Linked DNA regions of Danio rerio: region 2 is linked to region 1. Evidence: chromatin contacts called from public HiChIP or PLAC-seq data. All regions are on one chromosome and are shown on one strand. The core of a region is the stretch at or near the end of the contact, and the rest is flanking DNA. Distances in the headings are between cores, read along the strand shown. Region 1 holds the start of si:dkeyp-117h8.4. Region 2 holds the start of slc35f6 (solute carrier family 35 member F6).

Region 1 (3,822 bases), core at 892-3,391:
ATGTTGGTTCAACATCATAGGTCTGGTCCAGATCTGGAGATTTGTCACTATGTGAAGGGGAACCAGAATATGAAGGTGTTGAGAAGTCAATCACACGAGCAGGATTCTGCTCCGGCTTCCTGGTTAAAGCTACATCAATCCATGCAGACTGATCCGTCACACCGCTCACATCTACGCTGTTCCTTCTGGGTGAGTAAAAACAGGCACTGGACTCGTAGGATATATTGAGTGGAGAAGACTTTAGTTTGTTCTTGAGTAGATTTTGTAGTTTTGGACTACCCTTGAAACAGTTACCGATGTTTCTTTGTGCTGGACTTTGAATTTGATTGGAGAATGAGATATCTGTTGTTTTGTTTAATGTGCAGCCGTGTCTGTTTTTGAAGGATGTGTTGCGCTGTGTTGGACCAGTTTGCCAGTGATTGCGGCGATACTTCTGTACCACAGATCTCGCCGTATCAGTCAAGTGTTGGCGCCGGTATGCTTCACCAATCTGGTTAAGCATGCTGGGATAGACATCCAAAAGAGTGCTGCCATTGCTGCTCAAAGATTTCTCCAGTTCCTCATCCTCTTCCTTAGGCAAAGATAACTCACTCCACAAAGACCCAGGAGATGTGGTGTTTAAATTCACTGATTGCTGGAATGATTCAGCTCCGTGCCCTAGATGATGATCACAGAAGTAAACTTCAAAATTGCAGATGTGTTTTCTTACTTACATTTATTACTTAAGTGTAGCAGTATTATTTAAAAAAAATAAAATAAAATTATATATATATATATATATATATATATATATATATATATATATATATATATATATATATATATATATATACACACACACACACACACACACACACACACACACACACACACTCATTTCTTACATAGATTTTTGCTGTCTTCCTGTTGACCAGAGCCGTTAAGATCATCCTCGGTGACCCCTGACATGTCCATCTGAAAATGGTGAAGTATCAAAACAGAAGTTAAGAAACTTTACAATACAGGCTTGTTTACATAGAAATACTTCACGCAGAGCTGAAGCAATACGAAGATATATCGATTTATTTACTCTTGTTATTGCTTGTGTCATTCTAGAAGTCAATGAGCTGTCGTCATGATCCTAGTCAAAGTTTGGTTGCATTTGTGAGGATTAGACATATAAATGGACTCAATCAATGATAGATCAATTAAAGGCCCCTGAATCTAGTTAAATCATAATCAAGTCAAAATAAGAGCCAAATTCTATAATTTCTCTTCAACCTACCTTATCATTTTCCTGGTCTTCAAACTCTACAAAATAAAGGATAAAGAGATTAAACGTAAAATGGCATTATTGTCAAAACAGCTTATTTAAATGACCCAATATACAAAAAAAAAAAAAGGTTTCTTACCCCTCACTGAATAGTCTGCTCTAACTCGAGTCTGAATGTATTGAAAGAAATGGTAAATGTAAGAAGCCAAAAAATAAACACCCATAGAAAATGACCAGATCATGCTGTCTTTTTGAACAACTGAGTAGCATCATCATCATCATCATCATCATATCCAGAAAAGTAGAAATCAGCTAAATATACATGTTAGAAACTGTCTATGAATGTATCTTCTTGGGACATAATTTCGCTTGATTTGCACCTTTAATGCTTCCAGCTCACGTTCTCCCTCTGCACTGTCAATGGGCACAGGACCTATAAGAATGTACCATACAAAATGAGTCACATAAATTAGCACAACAGTAAAAGCATCAGTTACTAGTTTCAACATTTTCGCCTACCTCTTCCAGTCCTGCAGGTCATTGTTTTCAGACAGATGTCTATTCCAGCATCGCTTAGATTGGAATACTAGAAAGCACATAAAAATATTATTAAACGTACAGTGCTTCATGTGAGTTTTTAAATAGATAAAACGTAAAGTTAGGCCAATACAGGCTCTCTCTCTCTCTCTCTCTTAAACGCACGTTTGCATTAAAACTGCTTACCTTTTGAAAAATCGCTTCCATTGTGTTTCTGAAGACATCGTTATTTCTCTTGAACTGATCTGTATATAAAGGCATGTTGCATAAATAAATTCTACTACAAGCCAAGTTTATTTGACCAATATATGCTTTGACGCAGCGGTTCGGTTAAACTTTCGAATTTCCCGAGTGAAAATCTCGATCTCTGATTGGACGTTCTTTCAAGCGACACAAAAAACGTCATCTTAAAGCGCGAGTTTATCAACTGATTTGTCAGAGTCATCTTTGCGAATCGGTTCGTTTGAATGGTTCATTTAAAAACGGGTCTGAATTTAAAAAAATGTGTACTCAAGTCACTCATGTTTTTAAAGTAAATTGTGGACAAGAAGTAGCAATCAGTTCCATGATTTTAAAGATTGATTACCGCGATTTACCGATTTAAGGGAGACTCGTTTAAATTCGTGAACGACTCATTTAAATCTCTGTGAACCTGTTCTAACCGAGCATTCGACTCAACCGAGCGATTCGCTCTCGTCTGTATACTAGTTTGCAGGCGCTCATGAACTAGTATATTGCAATGTACAATGTAGTTAATCAAATGATTATTTAACACATTTTTCGCTCAGACATGACAGCGAAACTCCTTTACGAGCTAGTGCACGAGGCGGCGCGCGCTCACGGCGATAAAAGAGCTGTCGCGTTTGACAGCAGCATCGCAGCGCGCGTCTCTTTAACATATGATGAACTTATTTTCATGTCAGATGAATTAACTGCACAACTGCGCGTCTCTGTCCAGAATCATGAAGGTGCAATAGGGTTATTCTGCCATCCAGATGTTCTTCTTCCTGTCTGGATAATAGGGTACGAATCACTGTGTCGATGCTTGCTTAGAATGGGTTATTCTAGTAGCTAGTTAATATCAAAATACAGTTTTTTTGCTAATAATTTGTAAATTGTGTCTTCAAACAGTATCCTGCAGTTTCCTGCAGCATATTTACCTCTGGATCCTGCATCACCACCTCAGTGCAGCCTGAGAATGATCAACAACTGCAGATTGAGCTTCTGCTTGATACAAAATGAGCTGCTTCATGTGGGCTTATTATATTATATTATATTATATTATATTATATTATATTATATTAATTCTAATTGTTGTTATTAACTGCACATTTTGTAACCAACAGCAATTCCAGAGTGCCTTTTCTATCCTGATATCCGTGGAAGTATGTGCAACATTTTGTTCACACAGACTCACTTTAATCAAAATAAAAAGTGAGCAGAAGGAAAACAGTCAAGCGAACGATGCGCCTTTCAGCTCTGCCGTGACCAAAAATATCCAGCAGGGGGAGCCTTTGGCTTATATTCTGCATACATCCGGAACAACAGGCCTTCCTAAAATAGTGAAGGTCCCACACAGGTGTATTGTGCCCAATATTATACACCTGCGGTAAGAACACAGCATTCAGCATTCTATTGTAAATATCCAGTGTTTTTGTTGTTTGTTTGTTTTTTTTTTTAAACAAATGTGTTCAATTGTTTACCTGGTTGTAAAAAAATACATTAAAATTTGACTTAACAGTATTAAATCACTAATCTACTATCCATAAAAATGTGTCCGAAAACACAACAGACTAATGTTTCACGTTTAGACCGTGAAACTCTTGCTGGGTTCTATTCAGAAAGCCCTAATTCCTTTGAGAAGTACATTTGAAGGGATTATTAGAGCATAGGGAGGAGTCCTCCCAAATTAAATGCAGTATGTGACACCAATCAACTTCCCTGCACATAGAATCATGGCCCGAAGTGTCCATCAGTTGTACCTTTTAAAATACTTCATTCCAAAGAGCCCTTTGAAGTGACCAGCTTTGACC
Region 2 (3,900 bases), core at 1,270-3,769, 270 kb after region 1:
TACTTACACTGTTGCAATGTGTTATTGACGTCCTCTTCCTTACTTTTCAAGTTCGGCTGACAGCACCTTACAAAACAGCTCCAGCCCTGGGCAAAGTCAACAGCAGCGTGCATGACCATATACAAACTACGCACAATGCAGTCCGTCGTAAACGCCTAGACCGAAGAAACGTTACGCACATTTAACACGCCAGAATAACGTGTCATTATAATGCACCGAGAGGCCTGTTTTACATGCAGGCTGACAAATGTTACAACTTTTTGTATCCGAGTAACTCCTCAGCTGTAGTCACCAAACCAGTTTTCCTGTTTACATTCTGTCGCTTCAGCGTTACGTTACCGATATTGTTTGCAGGATGTGTGGAGTTCGAGGATCCTCTTGAAAAATAATCAATCTATCAAAGTTATTTATCAACAAAACAGTTCGCACCGACGCAGCCAATCAGAGAGTTTCGGATTGAAGGCGAGGCGACAGAAGGCGCACACTGTGATTGGACGGAAGGAACTTCTCGCGCACTGCTGGAATGGAATGTGTCATATACAGTGTTGAGTTTGGGAGAGCAACAGAAACAGAAGGTCTTTTTTATTACAGACAGTATCACTTTTATTTTAAGCACTTTGTGGTATATAGTGGGATGTGAATAAATGCAAGCTAATAAGAAAATGAATAATGTTTTTATGGCGCTTTATAATAAGAACAACCCTGTAAAGGTTGTAAATTGATGTCCATCTCTTACCACAATAATGTAATGGACATTCTATAAGAAATGTACATTATCTGTCCCTGAAATAAAAACATAAATACAGTGAATAAGAAGAATTTCATCCCCAAAAATGAATGAAAGGATTTTGCTCTGTGTGTTGTTTTGTAAAGAAATGTCATTCGTTTGGTTCTCAGATTCTTTACTAAAAGCACTTTACAAATGTACAAACCCTGTCATTGTCCTCAGTCCAATTTAACGTAAACAGCTTTAATAGTTTTGTTATGCTATAAACTGTTTTTTCAGAAGAAAAAAAAAATCAGAAACAGCAATATCCACTCACTACATGCACTACACTTCAACCAATTCTTACCTAAAACAATATTGCCTACAATAATTTTCCACCAACAATCAGACTATGTATGCACATTTTTTTTGACTGTGTACTTGTTTATCTGTGCCTACATGTGTGTGTATTTCTTAACACATGTATTGTCTTTCACGTATTTATTGTCTTCTACGGATTACTCTCAACAGAGCTAATTATATATTGTTTTGTTTTCTGGGAGTATGTTGTTTTATTTTGCACTGTTGTTGTATTTTGCACTGTCTGAAGCAAGCACCTAAGCTTTTCACTCCTCATACTACACGTGCTGCAGCTGATGTGACAATAAAAGTGATTTAATTTGATTTCAATTGTTATCATTCACATCAACTGATAAAACATGAAATTATAAATTACAACTAAGAAATAAGTACTACAAATATATAATACAAATAAATGTACAATGCCCCCATGTTTCTGTCAGTCCTGTCACATTTGCATATTGCTCTGACTCGAAAGTGACATCATTTGACAGAGAAGAAGCTGACAGTGATCATTGATGTGTGCTACACCCCCCCCCCCAAAAAAAAGGACAGAAAGAAAGAAAAAAAAGAAAGAAAGTGGAAAGAAAGTTGAGGTTGACACTCATGTCAACCCATTAAACATTTATCAATCAAAAAAAAATATTTATTTTTTAACAAAGATAATTAAAGTCTAGTAACTATTGGATTAAATAGTACTAACTAATAAATAAGAACTATTATCAAATAATAGTAACATAAAAATAAGTAGCTACTAGTTCAAAAAACCTGAATACATTTTTATGAGTTTTTTTTATTGGTAAATGTAAAAAAAGGTGTGTTCATTAAATAGATAAGTCATCCAAAAATGTAAATTTGCTCCCCATTAGACCATACACAAATATATATATATATATAAATATTTTCCTCAGTAGAGCTTGTAGAGATTGAAACTGTGGGCTTTCGTGATTCATAAAATGCTGGTCAGTGGCTCTCAAATTATAGGTTATAGCATTAAGCTAAAATGCTATAATGGTCTACTAAGGAAAATCTTGGAGAGTCTTTTTTTAAATTTATTTAATTCATGATACCTTTAATCTTTTTTTCATACAATGCAAATACAAGAAGACACTTGTTGTTGCATTATCAGTAAATTAATCTGAATGTTTTTGTTTTGATCAACAGGTTCAAAGGAAACTAGACACTGCAATGAAGTGCACCAAATAAAAAATGTTTCCTGAATCAAATAATGTTTTCTAGTTTATTTTCCAGCTTTGCTGTAAACTAAACTGACATTTATTTATTTATTTATTTATTTATTTATTTATTTATTTATTTATTTATTTCAGGCAACAAACACATCATCATTATTCATAAATATCTGTGCTGTTCACCAAATGCTTGCCTTCTCATACTTCTACGGAAATGAGGCGTCAGCTGGTGTGTCACATGATCACCGTCATGTGATTTGGATACAGGGGGAACGACCTGTTTAGATTGCTGTAGCCATCAGCAAGAAAGGCACATCTCAAGATATCTTGAGTGTCTGATGCTCGCGCTCACTCAGCCCCACACTTACGATGAAGTGGACAAAATATCAGCTCTTTCTCGCCGGGCTGATGCTCACGACAGGCTCTCTAAACACACTCTCCGCAAAGTAAGTAATGCGCACGCGCCAGATGCTGTTTGTTTACATAGGATTCCATACCGTATGATATTTTGTTTTTTTGTTTTTTTGTGCTTTTATCAACCAAACTTTTACCTTTAATCAAATAGCTGAAACAATTATGTTTTACGTTGTTTATAAAGCCGCACATTATGTCATTATTTTTATGTATCCATTACGTGATATTTTGTACCATATATTTTGTAACATCTGGAAGAGTACATTTAAAACCTGTCATAATTTTACTTAAGCACAAACTAGATTAAATATCACCCATTGACCTTTTAGTCCCTAAACAACATGACTAAAATTTGAGGAAAAGATTATTAGACTCACGTGCAGTTGATCAGACGTGTCGTGACATGTTTAGACTGCAAAATCAGCAATTTTGACAGTCTGAAATCACTTGTGACTATTAGTCAATAGTGCCATCACAGCATTATATGTCTTACAAGTAGAATTGGGTTGTACACTGAGTCAAGAAGATACTGCCAAACGTCTTGTAACTTGATATAGCTTTGTGTCTAAAACAGAAGCTTAACGTTTCTAGGCAGAAGATACCGGATACCACACGTTATCCCATATATCTGCTGAAAAACTGACACTGATGGTGTTGATGTATCCGTGATCTCACTCTTAAGTACACTCTTGATTTTTACAATGTCATAATAACTTTTCGCTATAACAGAATGTTTCTAAAAGTATATTGTAAAATAAATTAAAACAAACTGTTACATCTAAAAGGTCTTTTTATCTTCAGGCTTTATGTCAGTCATGCATGGTTGTAAAAATGACAGTAGCACAACTTTGTTACTTATTAAACTTACAGTGACTAACCCATGTAAGACTAGTTATATTTTTAAAGGTTTAGTTCACTTAAAAATTCTGCAAAAATGTTTAATATAACTTAAAACCCATATAAAGTTTGTAGATGGAGATATTTTTAATAAATTCTGAGAGATTCTCTCTCTGTATTCAAAGTGTATTCACTCAAAACTCTGAGGCTTTCATAGAGAGATAAAAAATCCATGAGCTGTTAAATCAAAGTCATCTGAAGACACATGACTGCTTAATAAGATGACGAGATTAAAAAATGTAAGATATTTAAAGTTCAGCCTGTATGGAAGTCCCTTTAATGTTTTAGTTTGTGAATGCTCATTATAACAAAAAATTGAATTGAACATTATTA

Evidence for each region. HiChIP or PLAC-seq counts read pairs in DNA pulled down with a chosen protein or histone mark.
Region 2: a contact with region 1 is called in an H3K4me3 HiChIP or PLAC-seq map of embryo, with 3 times the contacts expected there. The contact joins the promoter of slc35f6 here to the promoter of si:dkeyp-117h8.4 in region 1. A contact is called at or near these places in 3 of 18 Hi-C or Micro-C datasets (caudal fin, hematopoietic stem cells and an unstated tissue) and 1 of 4 datasets of contacts at active chromatin or transcription factors (embryo).

The regions. Positions count from the first base shown.
Region 1 is chr20:28,319,154-28,322,975 of GRCz12tu, forward strand. si:dkeyp-117h8.4 reads right to left here and starts at 2,142. Exons shown (of 10, transcript NM_001082878.1): 1 at 1,976-2,142; 2 at 1,772-1,838; 3 at 1,633-1,685; 4 at 1,392-1,422; 5 at 1,265-1,290; 6 at 885-954; 7 at 1-657. The coding sequence starts at 2,050. It overlaps aasdh (aminoadipate-semialdehyde dehydrogenase), which reads left to right and starts at 2,482. Exons shown (of 14, transcript NM_001423801.1): 1 at 2,482-2,812; 2 at 2,921-3,041; 3 at 3,136-3,398. The coding sequence starts at 2,580.
Region 2 is chr20:28,585,960-28,589,859 of GRCz12tu, forward strand. slc35f6 (solute carrier family 35 member F6) reads left to right here and starts at 2,520. Exons shown (of 6, transcript NM_001002559.1): 1 at 2,520-2,702. The coding sequence starts at 2,626. mideasa (mitotic deacetylase associated SANT domain protein a) reads right to left here and starts at 427. Exons shown (of 13, transcript NM_001045193.1): 1 at 8-427.